Linked DNA regions of Capsicum annuum: region 1 is linked to region 2. A link is a contact called in public Hi-C data. All regions are on one chromosome and are shown on one strand. The core of a region is the stretch at or near the end of the contact, and the rest is flanking DNA. Distances in the headings are between cores, read along the strand shown.

The links. Hi-C and Micro-C count contacts between places; a contact is called where the count stands out from the background.
Region 1: a Hi-C map of leaf shows a contact between it and region 2, with 2.3 times the contacts expected there. The contact joins the promoter of LOC107877547 here to the promoter of LOC107876310 in region 2. A contact is called at or near these places in 4 of 5 Hi-C or Micro-C datasets (bud, leaf and placenta).

Annotation. Positions count from the first base shown.
Region 1 is chr7:2,849,684-2,856,395 of UCD10Xv1.1, reverse strand. LOC107877547 reads right to left here and starts at 1,396. Exons shown (of 3, transcript XM_016724215.2): 1 at 891-1,396.
Region 2 is chr7:2,615,090-2,621,934 of UCD10Xv1.1, reverse strand. It overlaps LOC107876310 (V-type proton ATPase subunit H), which reads right to left and starts at 2,206. Exons shown (of 12, transcript XM_047415092.1): 1 at 2,020-2,206. It overlaps LOC107877543 (pentatricopeptide repeat-containing protein At4g30825, chloroplastic), which reads right to left. Exons shown (of 2, transcript XM_016724208.2): 1 at 4,476-6,845; 2 at 3,314-3,655. The coding sequence ends at 4,535.

The DNA.
Region 1 (6,712 bases), core at 147-2,646, 240 kb before region 2:
ATCCAATCATTCTATCAAGAAACAAGCAATCTCAACATTCTTGAGCCGTGGTCCATCGGAAATTACCATCTCTACCTTCCAAGGTATGGGGGTAAGGCCTGAGTACGCTACTCTCCCATACCTCACTTGTGGGAATACACAATGTATGTTGTTGTTAGGCAATCTCAACATTACGAACAACAACAGCAACAACAATAACATACCCAATGCAATCCCATAAATGGAGTTTGAGGAGTATAGACTATACGCAAACCTTACCCCTACCTTGTAGAGGTAATCTCAACCTTAAAGAGCAATATGAAATATGCAATCATTATATCAAGAAACAAGCAATCTCAACATTCTTGAGCTGTGGTCCATCGGAAATTACCATCTTTACCTTCCAAGGTATGGGGGTAAGGCCTGAGTATGCGCTACTCTCCCATACCCAGTGGCGGCGCCACCTTAGCTCCAGGGGTTCATCCGAACCTTCTTGTACAGAAAATTATACCGTTTTTATACTATTTTTACATAGTTAAAAATATTTTTATGCACATGTAGTAGATGTTGAACCCCTTCGACTAGTTCGTATATATACTTTTGAATCCCCTCAATGAAAATCCTGGTTTCACCACTGCCCATACCTCAGTTGTGGGAATACATAAGGTATGTCGTTGTTGGGCAATCTCAACATTACAACAACAATAACATACACAATGTAATCCCATAAATGGAGTCTGGGAAGGATAGACTGTACGCAAACCTTACCCTACCTCATAGAGGCCATCTCAACATTAAAGAGCAATATCAAATATATAACCTTTATATCAAGAAACATCCAATCTCAAACATTAAAAACAATATAACAAAATGATCACTACATACACAAAGCTAAGAAATTTCAAATTTACCTTATTTTACAACAGAAAAAAGTCTGATAAATCCACAAGAATTGAACCAATCACCTCCAAATCACCCATCTTTCTCCTTCTTCCTTTTCTCTTCACAAATGTGAAATTTTGATTCAAAGAATCAATTTTTTTTTGAAAAAAGAAAAGAAAATGAACCCAAAATTTATTTTCTTGATATTTACCTCAATATATGAACAACCAAAGCTATAACCTTTTTTTTTTCTTTCAAAAAAAATCAAGAAATGCTCATTCTTTAACAACCCCACAACTACAAGCCCAAAAAACAATTCAAGAATTGAAAAAAAAATAAAAAAATCTTGTGTAAAAAAAAGAAAAAAAAAAAGAACCCCACTAGTGGAAAAATGATCAAGATTATTTTTCAGATAATAAAAAAAAAATTGTTTTTTTTTTATAACGGTTTGTTGATTTGTCTTTTACTAAAAGGGAAGGTAGTCCTAGATTTTGGCTGTCTTGTTAATGCCACCCCATTTTTCTAGATGATGATTAATTAATATCTTGATTTTATCCTCTTAATTAATACTAATTAAAAATAAAATAAATAATTAAAAGTAATAAAATACATAATTAAAAAATATTATTGGTTTTATCTATGAGGTTTTAAAAGAAAGATTTTAAAAGTGTGTTGGTTGGCTCATGCGGTTATTATATTACTATTTGTGAAATTATACTAAATTAGTTATTGTTATTGTTGTCATCTAGTAGTTAAAGTTAGTCGATCAGATTAATTTAAACTCTTGACATATTAAATGGGAAGTATTTTCTATAAGGAATTTCTCCAGTAATAATAGAGCGAGCTAGCCACTTTTCAATATCGTAATTAAAAAAATACTCATCGTTTGAAACTTCGTGACAATAATTATTTTGCAATTATCAAGACTAAAAAGTGGGATTCTCGCTTTTTTTTTTTCTCATGTTCATGGATCTAACACGAGACCTCATATTGAGGATCGAAGAATCTTAACTATTTCACTAGATTTCTGTAATGGTAGTGGCAGATTTTTCAATTCTTTCAATTTATGTGTTATTATTTGAATTGTGATATTCAAATAAATTTATCCTTGATAGTAATTTATCCTCATTGAACTATCAATTATAGTTACTTATAGTACTTTTTACAGTAGTTTCCAAATAAATAAATTTTATTTCGAAAAATTTAAAGATTTTGTAGTCAAATTTCAACTATTTAACTCTCCTGAAGCGAAAGTGTCACATAAACTAGGACGGGAGTAAATATTTGTATATAATTATTGTTTCTAGTATTAATCATGTAGTTTAAGAATAATGTCATGAGTCATGACAATATGATTTGACTTGATAATATTTGTTGGAGTTTCGTGGCAAAATAAAATTGTTAAAAGTATGATTTTTATATCAATGTCCACTGCTTTATTTCTGTGCTGTCTATTATGATTTCACAAAATCACTTATTATATTATATGAAATTTGAATTTTTTATTACATTTGGAGATTGATTATGTGTTGTTAGTTATTTAAATGTTGTTTTAAGCTTTATTTGAGCTTAATCATCATTACTTTTCTATTCTTTATTGCTTTCAACTTGACTTTTTTATCGGACGTCCCGAGTTCGAGCTCTGGGTATAAAGAAAATCTTATTGGGAGCGCCATCTCCGGAATAGGCCATGCAGTGTGCAATCCGAATTAGTCGGTGTTCCAATGCGGATACCGAACACCGAGTGGGAAACCAAAAAAAAAGAACTCAAATTTTTTGCTATTATATTTATTTTTGTATATGTTTTACTCGAGTCGAAGACAAAAGTAAATCCACTTATAAAGGTCGAGTCGTGGAGGTGTATGTGCATCTGTTAACTTTGAAAAAAAAACTTTGTATATGTATGTGTGAGTACTTCCCTCAGCTAATGACGCCAGATCGAATCCAGTGTCACCTTTTCGTTATCTGAAAATCAGACGTGCATGACTATTGAGCTATCGCTCTCGACAGTTCGATAGAGTTAAAAGTCTTACTATCAGCTTAGAACTCATATTCAATCTACATATTCGCATCTTCGTCGTTGATCACGTCACTAGTGATCAATCGAATGCGACATTATCCTTTAATTATCACTAAAAGTTTCATTAGCGTTTGCGTTAAAATAATAGTACCTCCGCGATCCTTAAATCCTGAGTCTGTCTCTAGACGAGTGTCTATTCAAAATAATTTTATATCTTCATTATCTTCTTTTTTTTCTTTCAAACGGACACAAACAAATATCAAGTTTTATATTTTATTAATTTATTTTTATCAAACAAACAATATAATTACACTTGTCACTTTTTCTTTAAATAAAGAAAAAACCACATAATTACACATGGGGGCATGTCAATGTTTAAGTTGGACTTTAAATGTTTTTAAAAAGTGGTTAAAATATGGGTCGATTGTAACGGCTATTAATAATTATTTTAATAAATAAATTTATAATGTATGTCTTATTCATGGCCAACCATACTACTTATTCAATGTTCCATCATGCTGATTGTAAGATAATTAATAAAATATATATCGGGGCGGATCTAGAATATCGGGTGTGAGTTTTTCGAAACTCGGGTAACTTTTGTACGTATGTTGAATCATCATATTAACGAGTGTTAAATGGACGGATATCGATTTGATCGAAATTAAATGAGTAAAACTAGATTGAGTTAATAAATAACCAGATAATTTTATCATCTCTGTCATAAGAATCTATCCCTACTTTCATGAAATCGTTTTTTTCATTTTTCAGAAACTTATTTTCGAACAATATTTTTACGAAAATGTTAATTAACCAAACACGAAATGTGGGCTAACACCCACTGAAAACGGCAAAAAAGGACCTGTTTTGCCCGTTTGACCACCAAAATAATCCAGGCGGCCCCGCCGAACCACCTACATCCGCTCCACAGCCCGCGCGGGGGGCAATCGATGGATTTTTCACCCAGATACTCCACTGAGCCCTGGGCCCACCCACCGAGTCATGGTCAACACCCACTGAAAATGGTCAAAAAGGATCCGTTTGCGCCGTTTTGCTCGTTTAACCATCAAAATGGCCCAGGCGGCCCTGCCGGACCACCCACATCTGCTCCATAGTCCACAAGGGCCCGCCGGTTGGTTTTGGCCATATATGCCACCAAACCCATTTAAATTTCTCTTTAGGAGTGATTGATGACTTTTCTATACTCTCTCCGTCCCATATTACTTAACATGTTTCTCTTTTGCACAATACTTAAGGAGAAATTATTAAGGGGTGCCAGTTGATTAATATGATCCTACTATTAAACTTACATTAAATATCGTCATTACTTATTGGAGTTAATTACTCTTTCATTAAATTACTAAGAGTAAAGCTGAAAAAAGGTGTTCAATTATTTTAAGACAATACTTTCTAGAAATATGTCAAATAATATGAGACAACGGAATAACTTTAGAAAAAAAAAAGTGGAGTTGTGAAATTAACATTTACTTAAATATAATTAAGAAAACAATTAATGCATAGAGCAAATCAACAATGTAATTAAATGAAATTAATTTCACATTTTGGTTGTTTACTTGGTCCTTTGATGCTCTTCGTGGACATTTATTTGTTTCTCATTTATGTTTTCAAGATTAAACAAAAATATGTATTTTGTTAGTTAAATGATCGGGTATATCAAGTCATGTATCATACAAGAGAAATTAAAAAAAAAATAAAAAAATACAATGTGATTGTGTCATAAAGTTTTATTTCTTTTTATTTGACATTTTGTATTTTCTTCATTTTTTTAAACGTAATGTAGCTTTCACTTACTTGGCGTTTGCGCTATGGATCTAATTAAAATTAGATTTGGAATTAAAATCTACTTTTGAAAATGAAAAATAAGTTACTCAAGTATTACAGAGATATATTTTTCTTAAAGAATATATTATATCATAACATAACCTGTACGTTGATAATTCTAAAAAAGACTTGATTGTTATAGTGAAATATAGTGGAGGATATATAGTTATTATAAAACGGTCCGAGTGTTTGACTATATATTCATCTGATGTCTTCACTTAATGATCTGATTAATTCAAATTTGTGTCGCATAAGACTCATTTAAAAAGTGAATTAACCCATTTTTCCGTCAATTTTAAGGTCAACGAGAGCAATAAAGTTTCAATTCCATCACAATTTTTTTATTTACCGATTAATTAAAATTTGTGTCACATTATACTCCTCCTTTTCTAACATTTGAATCAGTTATTTTCAAAGTTTGGTATAATTTAAAGCCGTCAATATGAGTCAGGACCGTTGGGCCGGCCCGATCAGGCCTGTAAATTTGATGGAGTTGGGCTTTAGTTTTTGCAGCCTATTTAAGAGCAGGGCTTTTTAGCCCGGTCCATATAAAGCCTGTGGCTCGTGGGGCTTGAGCAATGTGGATTGGGCTAACCTGTGGGCTGGTCCATAAGTCAAATACATGCAACTATTTAGATTGTTTATTAATATTTTTATTTGATTTGAAGGATATCATGTCAAAAATTATTTAATTTCGCTATTAGAAGTATTTTTTGCGCATTAGAGACTTGGTTAATAAGTATTAACACTATGTAATATTGTCTGATAATATTTATATTTATTAACATTCTAAAATTAAATTACAAAATATTATTTTTTAAAAAGTGGGCTGGCTCACGAGGCCTGCAACCTACAGAGTAATGATATGGGCTTGGTATTTTTTGGCCCATCATTTTGATGGGTCGACCCGGCCTAACCTGTCAAACTCAAAGGCCGTGTGGGCTAGTCCGAATGGGTGGACCGACCCGTATTGACAGCTATTATAATTGACGAAAATGTGGTCCCCAAAAATGATTTCACACTTCATGTGAAAATTCTATTTATTTTTATTACAAAATTATAAACAATACAACAATAATGCAGTTGTTTAAGAGTGATTTGTACTATGAGATGATTTTATTTTGTTAGTTTAGTTGCGTGGTCAAATTTTAAAAAATATATTGCAATAACCCGTATCAAGTAAATAAAATCTTATACTAAGTATTTGAAATTAACGTGCTACACACGTTCTCATACACTAATCTATAATCTATAAAGAAAAGTGATTTAAACTTTTTACCCTTCATTAAAAATCTTTGATTTTAACAAAATCATTTTTTCACTATTTTTTTTTCAATTATTATTTAATTGTATTTATAATATTAACTGAATTCCTAAAATATGTAAAAAGAAATATATTTTAATCAAAGACTCCTAAAATATATGAAAAAAAGGTTCTTTTACATCTTTGGTTATTGAAGGCAACTTTTGAAAACTTTCTATACGTATGTAAATGCACCTTTTATTTTCAATCTAAAAATAAAATTTTAAAATAATATAGTTTGGTAAAATATTGATTTTAAGCAATTCAATTTAAAAGTATTCTATTATAAAAGGAAAAAGAAGTATGAAAGTTTGACTTTAGTATAAAAAGTATATCTATATTTTAAAATGGGTACAAATAGTTTGACTTTCTTTTTTATATTATATTAATCAGTCTCCTAAAATATATGAGTTTACTAAAATATATGAAAGGAGAATCAATTAATATTTTTCTTTGTAGTGATCAATTAGAAAAATACTCCTAAAATATAATAGAGAAATACTCCTAAGATAGGACTGTATTAAGGAAAGACTTATATAAATATTAAGATGCACGTTAAACTAGAGAAGAAATCGATTTACTTATTGGAAAAATATGATTGATACTCATTTAACTTGATTCGATTGCATGTCTAGATTGATAGATGTTTGATAATAGAATTCAACGTGTGTATATATATCTTCTTT
Region 2 (6,845 bases), core at 957-3,456:
CATCACTGATCCAAGCAAACCCAGAAAAGCATAACAATATAAGAATGTCACTGACGACTTTCTCCACCAACTCTCATGCTAATTAAGCTCACTACTTCAAGGAAAAAAAAAGGGTTGCCCGGTGCACTAAGCTCCCGCTATGCACAGAGTCCGGGAAGGGCCCGACCACAAGGATCTATTGTACGCAGCCTCACCTTACAATTAAGCAAGGGGCTGTTCCAAGGCTTGAACCCGTGACCCCTGGTCACATGGCAGCAACTTTGCCGGCTACTTCAAGACTCAAACTTTATTTCAATAAATAATAATACCCAGTTCCCCTAAGCCAAACCAAAATGTAAGATCCAAAACTATAATAGTCAATCAAAGTATCAAACATAAAAGCCAAAAAATTCTTCCAGATGGGGTACGCATACATACACCAACAGACCCAAAAAAGCACAAATTATCGCTTCACACCATTAACCGATAAAATCCAAGACCACTACAGTCAATGAAAGAAAAACCCAGAAAATTTCTGCCAATTGAGGTAAGCATACATACATTCTGCAAATGGGGTAAGCATACATACATTAACAAACCCAAAGAAGCACAAATTATCACTGATTGAGTCACTTCGATCACACCATTATCAGATCACTTCAAGACTCAACACCAGCACACCACAAGACCACACAAATTATCACTTCAATCAAAACACTTCAAGATTCAAATTTCACTCCCATAAACAATCATGAAACAAAGAAATAAGCAATACTCAACAACAACAACACACACAATCCAAGTCAAATGGGGTAAGCATACGTCATTATTCATAGCTAATCAAACATAAAACTCACAAATTCTGTCAAAAGGGATAATCATACATACATTAACATTAACAAACTCAAAAAGGCACAAATTATCACTGATTGAGTCACTTCAATCACACCATTATCAGAACACTTCAAGACTCAACATCCCCACTACCACCACCACACCACAAAACCACACAAATTATCAAATTATCAACTGATTGAATTACTTCAATCAAAACACTTCAAGATTCAAACTTTACTCCCATAAACAATCGTGAAACAAAGAAATAAGCAATACCCAACAACAACAACAAAAACACACAATCCAAGTCAAATGGGGTAAGCATACATAATTATTCATAGCCAATAAAACATAAAACTCAGAAATTCTATCAAATTGGATAATCTTACATACATTTTAATTAACAAACACATAAAAGCACATACTATCAAAATCACTTTAAGGTTCAAACTTTACTCCCATAAACAATCATGAAACACAGAAATAAGCAATACACAACAACAACAACACACACAATCAAGGTCAAATGGGGTAATCATACATGATTATTGATAGCCAAATCAAACACAAAACTCAGAAATTCTGTCAAATGGAATAATCATACATAACATTAACAAACTCAGAAAAGAATAAATTATCAAAATCACTTCAAGATTCAAACTTCACTCCCATAAACAATCATGAAACAAAGAAATAAGCAATACCCAACAATAACAACAACACAATCAAAGTCAAATGGGGTGAGCATGCATCATTATTGATAGCCAAATCAAACACAAAACTCAGAAATCATACATACATTAACAAACTCAGAAAAGCACAAATTATCAAAATCACTTCAATCACAACACTATCAAAATCACTTCAAGATTCAAACTTTACTCCCATAAACAATCATGAAACAAAGAAATCAGCAAAACCCAACAATAACAACAACACACACAATCAAAGTCAAATGGGGTAAGCATGCATCATTATTGAAAGCCAAATCAAACATAAAACTCAGAAATCATACGTACATTAACAAACTCAGAAAAGCACAAATTATCAAATTCAAACCTTATTATCCCACTAACTAAAACCAAGATCCAAACCCACAATTATTAATTAAAAAAAGTAAAACCCATAATTCTTTTTTGTCAATTAACAAGAGATTTACATTACACTGAAATTAACCAAAAAAAAAAGAAGATAAAAAGATACCTTTATTATTATTACTTGGAAGTGACCAAATGCGATTAGAGCAAAAATAGGTGATCAAATCTTGGGGTGGGGTGGGGTTTTTTTTTTTGGGGGGGGGGGGGGGGGGGGGTCAAGAAGGTGACTAAAATTGATGAATGAGGAGAACCATAGGATAAAAGGAAATTATAAAGGGACAAAAATCAAGCAATTTCTAGACCAATTTTCACGTGTAAGTTTAATATTGAAAAAAAAAGGATTAATATTAGTTTTTGTTTTTTACAATTATTGGTAGATTTTAATTTTAATTTATGTGATATTTAATTATAGGAAGGTGCTGACGATGCGTATTAGGGTTAGGATTGGGGCTAGTAATTGTAACGCTTCACGGGTAGTATCTTGTTTTTGGAGCTTTCGTTTGGGTGAGGTATTAGGGATAAATATTCTCGAGATAAAATGAAGGACTGTTTTATTTCATATTTGGTGTGAGATATTAGTTAGTATCGAGATTATTTATCTCATCATTTACATCATAGTAATGGATAAGTTATCTCATATTTTATTCCATATTCAGTGTGAGGTATTAGTTAGTATCGAGATTATTTATCTCATCATTTACATCATAGTAATGGATAAGTTATCTCATATATATGGTGAGATCTCTAATCCCGAAATTAATTATCTTGAAATAATTCTTTCTCATTAGTGTGTTGTTTGTGGTTTCGCAGAGATTGTTGGCGGTATTATTTGGTAATAATCATTGTTTTTGCTACTATCTGTTATTTTGTTACTATCTTTTGTTTCTTATTCGCCAAGAAATAGTCGTGGACAAACTTGCTTCCAACTGCGGCAGTAAAATATTTCTCCGACTAGTCAGGGAATAAATTGCTAAGGGAAAAATAGGTTAATTCCTTTTGGATAAGGACACATGGCGCGCGTTATTTAACTGAAGGACATATACGTATCATTTTCAATAGTTCAAGGTTATATATATACTCAAAGTTAGACGGTAAAGGTACAAATAATTCAAAAATAGAATGGATGGTACTTACATACTATTTTCAATAGTTGTTACATATCAAAAAAGAATAAAACATTGTTACATGAGATTAAATTGATCAATTAAAGCAACAAATTTTCCAATTTAATAAAACTTCTTGGTTCTTTTTCTCGGGTTCGAGCCTTGGGTATGAAGAAAATTCTATTCGCAGCGGCACCCCTAGAATGGGCCTACAATATAGGTACCGGACACCAGGTGAGACCCCCCAAAAAAAATGTAAACTTTCTCATTTGTATATACTGAAAAGAAATGAATTAAGGAGATAACAGAATGACAGAAATTTTATTAAAACTATATACTATAAAAGGCTCAGTCATACAGAAGCTAAAACATTCTAAAAGACTAGAGAATGTGTTACAACATAGATGACTTCCTGTAGGGATGGCAATGGGGCAGGGCGGGGTGTGAACGTTATGACTATACACTAACGGGGCATTATGCTACAATCGATACGCAGTTGTCTTTAAATTACGCTGCAGAAACTTGTGAGTAGACGGCTGCATATGTATGATCAGCATCACCGATGATCAAGCCCTTCTCGGTAAGACCTTTGCTTGAAAACTATAGTGTCGATTATACAAGAAGGATACAAGCCTTGACCTGAAAACGCGAAAATGAGTCATAATGTTAGAAAGCACGCAATTAACGTAGGAAGACATGCAGTTACACGAGTTCTAGAGAGTCGGCAGAAAGTACACTTTAAACGCACTGAGTATCATGTTTTTGCGAGTTTCCTACCTGAACTATCACCAACTGTTTATCGAAACATACCTTAACTAAGCTTTGTCCCCTTTTCCTACCTGAGATATCACTATCGTTCAAGTAGGAAAAGGGAACAACTAACGGTTGAGGTCTATTTCAATAAATAGTTAGTGATAGTTCAGGTAGGAAAAGTAAAGACATGATACTTTAGGCTAAGTTGCACGGACTCTTCACTTTCGATGTCGCACCCGTGTCAGATTTTTCAAAAATAAACTATTTTTGGTGAATTTGATACACACCCATTGACATTTTTGACGAGTCCGAGCAACATAGACTTTAGGTAGGAAACTCACAAAAACGTGGTACATCAGGTGTGTTTTTCACCATTATCTCTATATTTTTTATGAGACAGTCAAGGGGAGGCTTGGAGTAATGTGAAGTTGTCTCCATGTGACCTATAGGTCACGAGTTCAAGCCGTGGAATCAGCCATCGATGCTTGCATTAAGGTAGGCTACCTACATTACAACCCCTCACAGTGCAGCCTTTATTAGTCAGTTTAGATACTAACATATGCATGACACAGGTAAAAGTTCTGCAGCGTAATCAAGGTTCGAATACCAAACAGTGCAACAAAGTACAGCAAGCTGGACACTAGCTATCAGCACGAAACTATACGAAACAATGCAAAGATGATCAATATGTATATACATGTATTACCTTTAAAGAAGAGATGAATGGGCCACGACGATTAACAGAAATATTTGCGAAAAATGGACCTATAACCCAATCTGCTTCATCCATAAAGACCACTTAACAGCCTCAAGAAACTTATCATTCTTCCGTAATGCGTTGATTAGGTTAGTGTAGGTTATTCGATCAGGTTTGACTCCATTTTTGCGCATTTCCTTAACCAAATCTACTGCACTTTCAACCATTCCAGCAATTCCATATGCCTTAATTAATGTGTTATAGCTGCACAAATCAGGTCTAATTCCCGATTCTTTTAGTTCGGCCAGTACAACTGAAACTTCTTCAATCCAACCTAGCTCGCCATAAATGTTTATCATAATGTTGTAGGTGAAATGATCAGAAGAGTGACCAGATTCCTTCAGTCTTTGCAAGACATTACGGAATTTCTCCATTTGTCCTTCTTTCCCATAGGCATCCAACATACAATTGTAGGCTTCAAGAGAAACCGAAAAGCCATTGAAGTGCATTTTCTTGACGGTTGATGACATATTCTTGAAGTCTTTGCTTCTCCCATATGCAGCTATGAGAGTGTTGTAAGAGATAACATCAGCCAGACCACACTTTTTAGCCATCGAAAAAACTTCTCTTGCCCTCTTGAAGAGCCTGGATTTTCCATATACGTCAAGCATAACATTGAAGGTGACTGTATTAGGTAAGAATCCATGTTTAAGCATCTCATCAAAAAGCCTTGAAAGCTCATCAACTGGCAGTGCACGGGCACAGCAGTTTATGACACAACTGTACATTTCCTGATCCCAGATGACTCCTCTTTTCACGATTTTGTAATAAAGATCTGCCAATTTGTCCTTCTTGTCACATCGCTGGTAGATCCGGAGCATATCACGGAGCAAATATGTGTCTGGAACAATGTCCTTTTGTTTTTCCATTGCATCCAACACAGAGCAGGCTCCTTCTAAAGCTCCAGATTTCACATACATCCTTACCACAACGCTGAAAGTTATCGTGTCCAGTTTGACATCTGAATTCTTCAACATTAGATAAAGCTTTTCAGCTTCAGCAAAATCATTGTTCGTACTGTAAATGTCTATCATAGTGCATATTATATGTAAGTTAGGCTTATCAGATTTTGGCATACAAGTGAACACTCTCACAGCATTCTCTGGATGCCCGAAATCTTTGCACGAGCAAATTAACAAATGGTACAAATTGTCCTCAAATAAAGCATCCTTCCACTGCTTTTCCCGTAAGACTTTTAACGCATCATCTATCATGCTGTTTTTCACATAAGCCATTACCAGACTTGAACAAGATATCTGGTTTCTCAAAACATGATCGTATAAAGAACCTCTCAGAATGGAAGGGACTTTGTGAATGAGTTCAAGCTTCTCATATGCTTGCAAAACAATGCCAAGGATGGTCGACTTTTCGCTGCCAGTGTGCATCATTTCCTCAATAGTTCTAACAACATCCTCTTCGCCTCCATGCTTGACTTGTAAATTTAGCATTGTGTATAAATTAGACGAGTTTGGTTTGTGTCCAAGTCTTTTCAGTTCCACATAGTATCTCCTAGCTTCCTCATAATTGTCTGCACGACCCCATCCTTCAATCATAGACCTGTAAGTTGTTTCATCAGGCTCCAACCCTACCTTTTTAAGGTCACTAAACAAGCGTTGTGCATCACTCATGTTGGAAATCTTCCCATATCCAGTGATCAATGTGTTGTATGCAACTATATTTGGCGGAAAACCGGCTTGGTTCATGGAATCTAAGACCTGCTCAGCCTCGCGTAACTTGCCTTGTTGACAGTAAGCATTGAGCAGAACCAACCAATTCTCCAGATTCAGAATTACTTCATCTTCCCTCAAAAGGCCAATGATTTCTTCTGCTTTATCATACAATCTCATACGTGTATATATCGTCAACATAGAAGAATATGCAGACTGGCACATAATTTTGAGATTTCTCATCATTGAAAATGCAAATTCTGCTTCCTCGACATTCCATCCTTTCTGATAGAGAGCCATTAGCATCCCAAAAGTCGCTATATTTGGCTGCACTTTGTTTTCCAACATCATATGGAACCACTTCACGCCCAACTCCACAAACCCTTTCTTATGGCAAGCATAAATAAGGGTATTGAAAACTTGATAGGTAAGCTCACAACCTGACTCCATACTCATTTCCTTAATCATTGCCTCCGCCCCATCCCAATCCCCTCTTCTCCCCAAGACGCGGAGTATCAAATTATAGGCAGTAACATTTTTCTTTAACTTTCCATTTTTCCTCATCCATTGGAAAAACCCCAACGCTTTCCCATCATCACCCCTTTCGAATTGCTTCAACATTGCATTGCACTGATCCAAACTCGAGTCAAAC